2 separate regions of the Zea mays genome follow, and region 2 is linked to region 1. The links are chromatin contacts, called in public Hi-C maps. All regions are on one chromosome and are shown on one strand. The core of a region is the stretch at or near the end of the contact, and the rest is flanking DNA. Distances in the headings are between cores, read along the strand shown.

The links. A called contact is a pair of places that touch in the nucleus more often than the background predicts.
Region 2: a Hi-C map of tassel shows a contact between it and region 1, with 5 times the contacts expected there. The contact joins the promoter of LOC100383014 here to the promoter of LOC103639413 in region 1. A contact is called at or near these places in 2 of 25 Hi-C or Micro-C datasets (ear and tassel).

The regions. Positions count from the first base shown.
Region 1 is chr1:149,437,645-149,443,476 of Zm-B73-REFERENCE-NAM-5.0, reverse strand. LOC103639413 reads left to right here and starts at 3,466. Exons shown (of 2, transcript XM_008662163.4): 1 at 3,466-5,832. The coding sequence starts at 4,891. LOC100383477 reads right to left here. Exons shown (of 8, transcript NM_001176125.1): 7 at 2,872-3,216; 8 at 717-1,295. The coding sequence ends at 1,131.
Region 2 is chr1:149,990,249-149,996,080 of Zm-B73-REFERENCE-NAM-5.0, reverse strand. It overlaps LOC100383014, which reads left to right and starts at 2,436. Exons shown (of 1, transcript NM_001175693.2): 1 at 2,436-4,765. The coding sequence starts at 2,468. The coding sequence ends at 4,492.

The DNA of each region.
Region 1 (5,832 bases), core at 2,217-4,716:
ACCACCAGACACTGTCCGGTGCCCCAGACCGAACCAGCCTTTTGGCTGTACACAGCCAACTCTTCTCTTTTCTTCTTCTTTCTGTTTCTAACACTTAGACAAATATATTAGTACACAAAACCAATGTACTAAGACTTAGAAACATACATTTGCTCTTGATTTGCACTTTGTTCACCCATGGACATAGATTAACATTTAAACACTTGTGTTGACACTCAATCACCAAAATACTTAGAAATGGCCCAAGGGCACATTTCCCTTTCACTTCCCCAAATCGCGTCGCAGTTGTTGCTTTCACATGGTAGCCAAATCGCGTCTTCATCATTGCTTTCGCATAGTGGCCAACATATGTTCCACAGTTGTTGGTCCGTGGATTGATTCAGGCCAAAAGGCCTTAGCAACACAAAGATTGGGTCTACTTTGCAACACACATAGGCTAAACACATTGGCGAAGCGAAGTTACGCTGTGCATAGGCACTAGGGTAAAATAAAATTTTGCTAATAATTGTCTTAAATTTGTTATGTATTTCTTTTAAATTGTATGTTTTTCCTTTTTCTCTAGAGTATGCACCAGGGCAACTTTTAAGCTGGCTTCGCCCCTAGCTAAATGAACAACTGTTTTGTCGTGGGGTAGTATTTGATCCACACCAGTGGATCAGGCCGTCATCCCAAATAATTCCAGCCCAACCAAACAAAGCCTTAGCATACAGTAGACTGACACAAGGACAATTATAGATTCAATCCAAATTGAGCCAGATATCACATCTTATGTTGTGTAAATTCGATTGTAACAGTCAAGAAGTATTGTGACGACGATTGAAATCACCCGATGTCCATAGATAATACTCCATACATGGCCCAAGACACTAGAGCGCGCGGCAAAGCCTACCATCCGTGGATTAGCCGCCAAGGCATAAAAAACAAATCTAAACTAACCGCATTCCAAGACAAAATTAGTCCTGAAATTCAAAAATGAAACCTACGTTTCCAACCACTTGTCCAACCCCAGCCGACACGAGGTTGACCATGCCCACGAAGAAACGCTATGCTTTGGCTCTGCCTTGTTGCCACCATAACTTCGTTAAATGTTTGGTGGAGATACACAAGTATAACATAGGGAAGAAGGGTAGTTAGTGCAGTCCTGGAGACAAACTATTCTGGCGAAAGATGTCCGGAATACCGTCCCAGTTCCCCGTCTCCCTCGCTTCCCAGTATCCACCCATATAGCGGTAACTGTCGCCATCATCCTTCTTAAACCACCTTGGTCTCCATCCTTTTTCTTGCAGTTGTCGTGCCTGCAAAGTATACCATGAGAGGTAAAGCACCACGATGAACAAAAAGAAATCTGCTCAGGGATGAGCTTGAATACCCAACTAAGATCTTTGTTCACCACTAATGTAAATGTTTAAGGAACCATTAGATTTTGCCTTATATGCTGCAGTAACGAACTGTCCATCCATCCCTACCCCTAATTACGAGAAATGAGACTCTAGTTAGCCTTGAATAGGGGTGAACGAAAAAAGCTATCCACATGCCTGAACTTGATTTATGACTTCGTCTACCCCAATTTGCTAGAGACTAAAAAACTTCATTGTTTTTGTTGTTGTGACTAGTTAACCGTTACTACATATCAGTATATCACCAACAGGTATTTTTAAATTATAAATTAATTTCTAGGAAAGGGTAGGTCTGATACAGCTATCTCAGTAAGTCACCATGCCATGGGTTCAAAGTAGCCTCTCCGCATCTCCACATTTAAGGGAAAGGCTTGCCAGGTCGTGCGATGCAGTCTATCGACATTTGAGGGAAGGGCACGACTAATATGCAAGCAGGTACTAAATGCAAGCACGCAAGCAGACATTTTGATCTATTAGATCTACATTCAACGGTATGTCATATTTAACACTTAAACCCTTCCACCACCACCTCTTATAGCTTTATAAAAAACCCCTAACAAACCACAATTGTATTTACCGTTGGATACAGATGTAACAGGCTAAAAAATCTGCTTATACGCTTACATCTAGTACCTGCTTGCATATTAGTCGTTGCCTCGAGGGAAAGGCTTGCCTCGATTTATGACCTCACTCGTGTGAAAGTATCCGACACTGGATTTGCCTCCCTTTTTATAAATTAATTTCTAGGCAAGTCAGTCCATACTAAAAACAATTACTTAATTTGATCTTCTGTTTTACCTATCCTAGGTGATCTAGTTGTGCGATAATGACCTCATTTTTTTATAATCGATAATGAACTACAGTTGTATTGTAAAAACAGATCCAGTACTGCACAAATTTTCTACTCCCTCCGTTCTAATTTATAATTCGTTTGATTTTTACCCAGGTTTGACTAACTCGTCTAATTCAAAAAAAATCATGATTATCAATTTTTACTGTGATATTGTTTAGCAAATAATATAATTAAGTATGGCTTTGAATTTTTCATTGTTTCGCAAAAAAATGGATAAGACGAGCTGGTCAAATTTGTTAAAAAAGTTAAATGAATTATAAATTGGGATGGAGGGAATATTTGCTAACATGATGATCATCAGTCCAAGATGATTCATGCTGACATAATTCAGATAGAAAAGCTTCACAACCAGGCCCTGTTCGTTTTGCTCTCAAACCAATGGGGTTGGAAGGGACTGAGGGGATTAAATCTCCAACAAGTCAACATCCTCTTCAATCCCCATGGTTTAGGGATGAAAAGAACAAGGCCTCAAGGGGCATCAGACCCCTATTGCATTCCTAACAACTTTATTTATGAGAACAATAAATATTATCAAGACATGTCAATTGTTATCATTGCCTGATAACCTATGAAAGACACAAGACAAAAGGCCATGTCAAATCATATATAATTGTTGGTTACCTGCCGTTGCAGTTGTTCAAGCCTAAGTTTCTCTGAATTTGCCATCTCATATTCACCATTTTCCAGATGCCTTTGGTCTGGTCTCAAACGAGAATCAGTAGGAGCCAACTTGTTCAACAAATGTGGTGTCAATTCATTTAGAGAAATTGCAAAAGGAGAAAGGTTGTAACGTGTCTGATTAAGAGACTTGTCCCTCTCCCATAAAAGAACTGCTTCTGACATTGGGTCATATCCCTTGGGTTTAACACTTGGATCCCCAAGCACATAATACATAGCTTCATCCCATTTTCCAATTAACATAGCTACTTTTTGCCCTGTTCTATTATCTTGCACAAATCCATGCACCTGCACAAATGATTAGAACAATTTGTGTCAAAACCTAGGCTCGATCAAATAGATATTTAAGTGCTTGTACAGTTGCAAGTAGACTGCTGCTAACTTAACCCCTTACTTTTGGCCACGGTAACTGTTATGACTGGAAAGAGTTACAAGAGAAGGGCTAAGGATGGCCAGGGCCAATCCACCTAATAGGATAAATCTGTTAGGAGATTATGCGGTCCAGTTTGTTAGGATAAGAAGTCCCAGTCAGTAGATAAGTATTAGCTTTTAGATCTCCTATCTAGGGGGGATTCTGTTAGGGGCCGGCGCCTAAAAGGTCAGGGCCTTTGTAATCAATTGGCAAGCAAGAAGTAATAAAGAGTATTTACTTTCAGCTTCCCTTAGTCCCTTCTCTCATCCTCTTCACCACGGCACCCCCGGAACGGCACCCAGGCGGCGTGCCCTTGCTCAGCAACATCATCCCTACAACCTGAGAAGCTCAAGCCGTACCAATCTGGTATCGGAGATGTCCGGGACAGAGATGGCACCCGCCTCCAATGGCGCCCCAGCCAACATGGATCCACCGCCCGCTGCTCCTCAACCCAGCGATGTGGGGGACTTGAAGATGATGATGGTCGACTTCCACCGGCAGATGGTGCAGCAGATGTCTTCTTTGTCCACACGCATGACAGCCCTGGAGAATGCAGCATCTGTTAAGGCCCATTAAGGCCCATATATTATGGTCTGCCTATATATATGCTACAGTACCCAAGGGGGCTATTATCTCATCTAATCAAGGTTAGTTACATGGTATCAGAGGAGGTCACGATTAGGGTTTCTTAGATTTTTTTTCCAGCCACCATCTCTCCTTCCGGCCGCCGTCGCGGTCCCCTTTGCCGCCGTCGCGGTCTTCTCCGCCGCCGTCGCGGCCCTACCGCCTGCGGTCTCATCTGCGCGGATCCCGCCCGCTGCCGCCCTGATCCGGCCACCGCCCGTTTGCTGGATCCCGTCGCTGCGAGCTCGTCTGCGCCGCCGCCGCCCAGATCCGGCCGCCGCCCGTTCGCCGCCCTCGTCCAGATCCGCGCCGCCGCTGCCCAGATCCGGCCGCCGCCCGTTCGCTGGACTGCGAGCTCGTCTGCGCTGCCCTCGTCCAGATCCGCGCCGCTGCCCATCCGCCGTCGCCGATCTCGTCCAGTTCCGCGGCCATCCTCGCGGATCCTGGCTGCTGCCCATCCGCCGTCGCGGATCTACCCTTCCTGGCCGCCGCTGTCCACTGCTGTCCGCCCCTGGTCGCCGTGCCTGCTGCGCCAGGGCGCAGTTCCCAGCAGTGCTGTCCACTGCTGTCCGCCGTGCCTGCTGCGCCAGGGTGCAGTTCCCAGCAGTGCTGCGCCAGGCTGCCGTTCCCAGCAGTGCTGCGCCACGCTGCTGTCCTTCGTCGTCCGCCTACTGCGCCCTGTAGCCGTCCGCCTGCAGCACACCGCAACAGTCTGCGGATCCGGATCTGCGTCGTCGTCAACTGCACCCTGCCTCGTCGCCATCTGCGCCGTGCGCCGGTGGCTGCCATTGCGGGCAGACTGATCAACTCGGCTTCCGCGACCAAGACCTTCGTCAACTCGTCCAACTCGGACTGCTGTCAGCTGCGGTTCCTCTGGTTTGCTTGGTTTCCAGTCTCCTGTTCTTCCTTTTTTCATTGAATTCAACATGACGACAAATGCTATTGTGGTCAATATCACTCTTGATGGACACAATTATCCGGAGTGGGCTTTCTGTGTTGAGACTGCACTCAGAGGACATGGATTACTCTTTCATTTGACTGATGCGGCACCCATACTTGCGGATGATCGTCGCAATGCTGCTGATATCAAAACATGGCAGCTTAATGATGGTAAAGTGATGGCTGCTATGGTGAACAGCGTCAAACCGTCTATGATTATGAGTTTGTCTAAATTTAAAACTGCCAAAGCCATCTGGTCTCATTTGAAGGAGCGTTTTGTTCAGGACAGTGGTGCTCTATTACACACTCTCATGCAGCAGACACATGTTATTGAGCAAAATGATATGAGCATTGATGAGTACTACTCAGCCTTTGATCGTCTGATGAGTGCTTTGACATCTATGGTGCCAGCTTGTACTGCTGATCCGTGTCCTGCTCATCAGTTTATTGACAAGTTCTTCACTTACAGATTTGTTATGGGCGTTCGGGCCGAGTTTGATTCTCTTCGTGCTCGTTTACTTCAGGGTTCTGACACTCTCACAATGGCTAAGGCGTTGTCTGATTTACTTGCTGAAGAGACTCGTCTTCATTCTCTGTCCTCTACTGGTGGTAATCCTCACAGTGTGTTGGCTGCTGCCCAGAAACCTAAGAATATTTTTAAGCCTTGTGATCATTGTGGCAAGACCAATCATCGATCTGAGCTTTGCTTTGTCAAGTTCCCTGATAAGTTGACTGATTTCCGTGCACGGCGTGCTGCTCGCGGTCGTGGTCAAGGACCATCTAATAGAGGCTCAGTTGCTGTTGCTGCCACTTCGTCCGCCTGTACTTCAGAGTCGGCCTGGGTACTTGATTCAGGAGCTTCCTTTCATGTCACATCTGATCAGTCAAAGTTGGCTTCTACTACACCTGTCACAGATGGTGCTTCAGTG
Region 2 (5,832 bases), core at 1,187-3,686, 550 kb before region 1:
GGCACGGTCCCGGGACGGGGAGGACCCCGGCATGAGTAAGGGTCCGGTGCTGGCACGTGTCCAGGCCTTGCCCTACGCTCCTCGCTCAGGCGGAGACCCGCTGCCGCTGCGTGGCTTGTGGCCCGTGACATAAGCCAACGGGCCGAGCCTGACGTAAGGCCCTAAAGCCGCGCAGCCTCTGCATTTATTATGGAGAGGATGCGCCGCCTGCCACCATGCTGACGGGCGACGTGCCCTCTCAGCATTTAATGCGTCATGTCCAATCCGCTAGCAAACGGCGTCAGAGTCATCCAGCAGACGGCACGCCTATCCAGTCTGTTAACAAACAGTGCACCCGTGTCGTGCGGTGCACTGTGCCCATCATCCCTTCTACAAGAAGCTTCCCCTGCGCGCCAAGGATACGCAGATCTCGGATGTCAGGACACAAGAAGATTGCCCCAGCAGCGAACATTTGTAGCTCCAAGAGCTATATTCATTATGTTCCTGGGCCCACATGTCGGGGCTCAGTACATTTGTACATGCCCCCCTTCAGCTATAAAAGGGGAGGTATGCGACGTTACAAGGGGAGATCCAATCTTAGGCTCACTCAGACACTCACAAGTTCATACAAGCTCTCAAGCAATACATCACACAGTGGAGTAGGGTATTACGCTCCGGCGGCCCGAACCACTCTAAATCCTTGTGTGTTCTTGTGTTCTTCCCGTTTTTCCAACTAAAAGCAAAACGCTTAGGCCCCTCCTCATCTTAGGATTTAGGGCGGGTGCACTCCGCCACCCGGCCAGAGGCATGCTGGTGCGAAAACCCGACGTGGGACAGACCTCACTTGTGTTCTCTAAATCCTTGTGGGTCTCCGAAGTTGTTTTATGATATTAATAATGTTTACCACACAGATTTTACATACCACATTGATGTTTATCGTTCCATATCTATATTTCTATATCTATACTATACTTTAACGCACTAGTTTCAACGGTCGTCCCGCGTCATATTTTTACAAATAACCCCTCACAGCTATTTCAAATGAATCCGCTCCACACCTATGATGGCCAAACGGCGACCGGCACTGGCTCTCGCGTGCCACAACTCTGGCCCAGGCACGTCATGCGGGCCTGCTGACTGTGTCGGGCCAGCCCGTTAGCTCATTTGATTAAATCAGCATAAATTGTTAAAAAATAGTGCAGAAGGTGGGGTTTGAACCCATGCCCTAATGAGAAAAGGGTGAGAGACACTGGGTGAAGCTGTCTAACCAGTAGAACATCATGCTCAGATGTTTTTAATATTGAATATAAATTGTATATATGTATATACGTTTTTTGTAAAATAAAAAATATATAATCGTGTCGTGTCGGGTCAGCACCACGGGCCGAGGCTACAGCCCAAGCACGACACGACGTTCTTGGCTTTTGCAAGCATTAGGTCGTTTCTGAGACCACATTGGCGCAATGGACTCCATGGTGTTTGAGGTTGCTGAATTAGATGAAGCAACAATGATTTGTCATACTAACATTAAAATAAAAGGTTATTTATTGGTTTTAAACGTTAGTAATTGCTACGAAGTAGCATAATTTATATGGAGCGCATCTAGTTTTTATTGATGCCTGACTTTAGCAATCACTCCATATTTTGATCTACTTTTTTATAAGTTTGAGTTCATGTGACTTATTTTAGAAACTTTAGCTCACAAACTTTCTCTTATTTGGTCTCTATATAGTGCAATTATGACATTTTATAATCTCTGTTCGTTCATTCAGTCGTTGGAAACTCTCTTTTAATCGCTCACTTCATTGGTCATGTTGTATCAAGATATATTGCATGGAGTAAACAATAACATCAGTTAGTCAAATAAAAAAATATTATATGGAGAGCAGAGACAATCAATAAAAAATCTTGAAATTTTATTGGTGGATAGTTTACGTGGGTATTGTTATAAGCCGTCGCAACGCACGGGCAACTGACTAGTAATACAATTTTTTACTGCTGTCACAACGCAAAAGCATATATCTAATCTTACCATATATTTCAAACTTCAATCTATAAAGTGTCTACATACGTCCACTTGTTTATCCAATTCACAGACTAAGAGCAACTCCAAGAGATTAGCTAAAAATACTAGCCAAATTTACTGATTTAGCTACTCTCTAAAATAGATTTTAGAGAAAAAGTGTAGGCTAATCCAACAAAATCGGTAAACCTACGGACTGAATAGAGAGTGAAGCATGCTATCCAAAATTGGAGAGCGAAGATAGAGAAATAGAGAGCCACTAAATTTGAAGAGCCGTTTACAGAGTCTATTGGATATAATTTCCTTTTAATATTAGCTAAATTACCTTTATAAAATCATATACGTAGTCTCTTGGAGTTGTCTAACCGAGTGGTTTAAAGGTAGGCATCGTTCTCATATCTCATCCATCTATAAATTCGAAGATCCGGACATCCCGCTGACAACCGGACATCCCAATCGAATCAGATGAGAAGCTGGAGGCTGCTCTACGATCTCCTTCGGCGCCTGCTCAAACCCACCGATACTCCCGGCCAAATCCGCCCGGCATCACACCTTTCCACAAAATCCGGCCAGGCTGCGGCGCAATCCGCTGCCGCCGACCCAACCCGCGCGGTGTCGCTCCTGGCCGAGCGGGACTGGTTCGCTCGGATCAACTCAGAGTTCGCCGCCCCACTCCGGCAGCTGGGCCCGCGCTTCGTCGTCCGCGCGCTGCAGCACGCCGCCGGCGAGCCGCTCCTCTGCGTGCGCCTCTACGTCTGGGCATCGAGGTTCGGTCAGCACTTCGCGCGGGACCGGTCCGTGCGGCGCGCGCTCGGGGACGCCCTGTTGCGGCGCGGGCCCGTGGTGCTCTCCGCGGCACTGGTCGCCGACGTACGGAGCTGTGGCTGCGAGGTCTCGGAGGAGCTGCTGTGCGCGCTGGTGGAGAGCTGGGGCAGGCTCGGGCTGGCGCACTACGCGCACGAGGTGTTCGTGCAAGTGCCGCGCCTGGGACTGCGGCCCAGCACGGCCATTTACAATGCTGTGATCGCCGCATCGGTGAGGGCAGGCGCGGTGGACGCCGCGTACCTCAGGTTCCAGCAGATGCCTGCGGACGGGTGTCGGCCGGACTGCTTCACGTACAATACCCTGGTGCACGGAGTCTGCCGACGCGGGATCGTCGACGAGGCGCTAAGGCTGGTGAAGCAAATGGAGCGGGCAGGGATCAGGCCGAATGTTGTCACATACACCATGTTGGTCGATGGGTTCTGCAATGCTAGCAGAGTTGAAGAAGCTGTTTGTGTGTTGGAGAGGATGAAGGAGAAGGGAGTGTCAGCAACTGAGGCTACATACAGGTCTCTGGTTCATGGTGCATTTCGTTGCCTTGAAAAAGAAAGGGCATACAGGATGCTGAGTGAGTGGATTGAGAGTGATCCTACTCTGCATTCAATTGCATATCATACTTTGCTGTATTGCCTCTCGAAGAATGATATGGACAAAGAGGCAGTTGAACTTGCGAAGAAGATGAGCAAAAGGGGATATCTCCTTGGCAGCACAACATTCAGCATTGTGATCCCTTGCGCTGTGAAAGTCTTGGAGTCAAGTGATCTGTGTGAGTTGGTAGATGATTTCATCAAGAAAGGGGGGAATCTGGGATTTGATATGTATATTATGATTATTAAATCCTTTCTGAGGTGCAAGGATATCTCAAAGGCAAATAAGTATTTTAGTCAGATGGTTTCAGATGGGCTTTTGTCTAGTGTGGAATCTTACAACATTGTGATAGATTGCTTTGCCAAGGCAGGTGAAGTGGAAAGAGCACTGGAGACCATCAAAGTTATGCAAGAGTCAGGTTTCTCTCCTAATCTTGTGACTTTTAACACATTGATAAATGGATATTTGAAACTAGGCAATGTACATGATGCAAAAGCATTTCTTAAAATGGTCATGGAACATGGTTTAATGCCAGATGTCATTACTTTTACTTCCCTTATTGACGGGCTATGTCATACCCATCAGCTGGATGATGCCTTCAATTGCTTCAGTGAGATGTCTGAGTGGGGTGTCAGGCCGAATGTCCAGACGTACAATGTTCTAATACATGGACTTTGTTCAGCTGGGCATGTTAGCAAGGCCATTGAACTTCTTAATAAGATGAAAATGGATGGCATTACACCTGATGCATATTCCTTCAATGCACCTATTTTGAGTTTTTGCAGGATGAGAAAAATAGAGAAAGCTCAGAAACTTTTTAATGACATGTCAAGGTATGGTGTATCTCCAGACAGTTACACATACAATGCCCTGATAAAAGCTCTATGTGATGAAAGAAGAGTTGATGAAGCTAAAGAAATTATACTTGCAATGGAGTCCATTTCCTGCATTGGTACTAAACAACACACGTATTGGCCAGTTGTTGGTGCACTTACTAAAATGGGTCGTTTCAGTGAGGCAGGAATGTTCATGAATAAACTGCATAGAAAAAATGCCCACTTAGGTTCAGTGCTTATTTAAGGGCAGGGTCAGATATTTTGGTCCAGACTGTCAAAGCATGACTTATCAGTCACATGATATTTTGCTCGGTGGATGCTGCCCTCTCCTGTGATGAATGGATCTATATCCTCATCTCTGCTAAGCTACTATACAACTGATGTTTACCGTTGATTCACATGATCTATTTCAATCATGCTTATTGTGTCCACCCTTTGTTTTCCTATTGAGCCATCCATAGTAATGGTGACAGTGTGCTTGCATTCCCTCAGCAAATGTTGATCAATAATTGGACTTCTTAGTACCTTGAAGTATTGGGCACTGTGATGCATGGCATTTCAAGGATGCAATGAATTTGGGCTTGTCCCTCTGAAAACCTATTCAGAACAATTTGGACATTTGGTATGTTTCTTCAGCATCTGTTACCTATTGTGTTAAAAAAATGTCTACATAAAGTGTCAAGCTTTATGCAACTCTATTGATTCTTTGAGCATGTAATTACTAGCTAGAGAAATTCTAGAAATAGTTATCCCCTATATTCTTGGCCTTATTCATGCTTGATAAAGAAAGAGGAAACATAAAATTTTCTTCAGAGAAAAAACTGTCACCTTATGGATATACATGAATCAGGGTGCAGTACTACATGATACATTTGTTTGAACTGTAGGCTAGAGATTGCTACCCTACAAATTTGGTCTTTAAGCACTCAATCGACACAGCAAATGACATCAGGTCCTTACTTTTTTCGCCCCTTTCCTTAGCCTTGACGATGCCCGCCAACAGCCTGGTTGGTCATTCACCACCATTGCATTACCTTTGAAAGTGGTTAAGTTTTTCTCTCACATAGTCTGACAGTGCTGAGTTAAACAGCCACTTCATCACCAGCAGTGTTCATTTCTTGTTATGGTGAATCATCCATTCAATGTTCTTGTTCATCTTTCGTCATCTGTCTTGTTTTTACAGGACCGGCAATGCCTAAAAGAATTGGGCACGCAAATACGAAATAGCCAGGACCAGGAATCCGGGTTCATACAAATGGAAGATACTGAGGTCCTTGTAATGACAATGAATAAATTCCGCAAACAACCACTCATTCGTGGCAAGGCTAGCGAAGCCATTAAAATTGAAAAGGCAGCTTATAATCACAACTGTTTTGTAGCTGTAGAATTGTTGGGTAGTAAAGCTTTTTTTTGTTTTGTTTTGATCTAATTGGATATCTAGTTACCAACATAACTACATATCCTTTGTTTTGTTTTAATTGCACCTAGGTGGGCCAAGAAGACTTCCACAATGCACCAGTGGGCATTGTCCCATTTCTGGGACGAGAACAGCAGCTATGACGGAATTTTGCATTCCAGATGTGA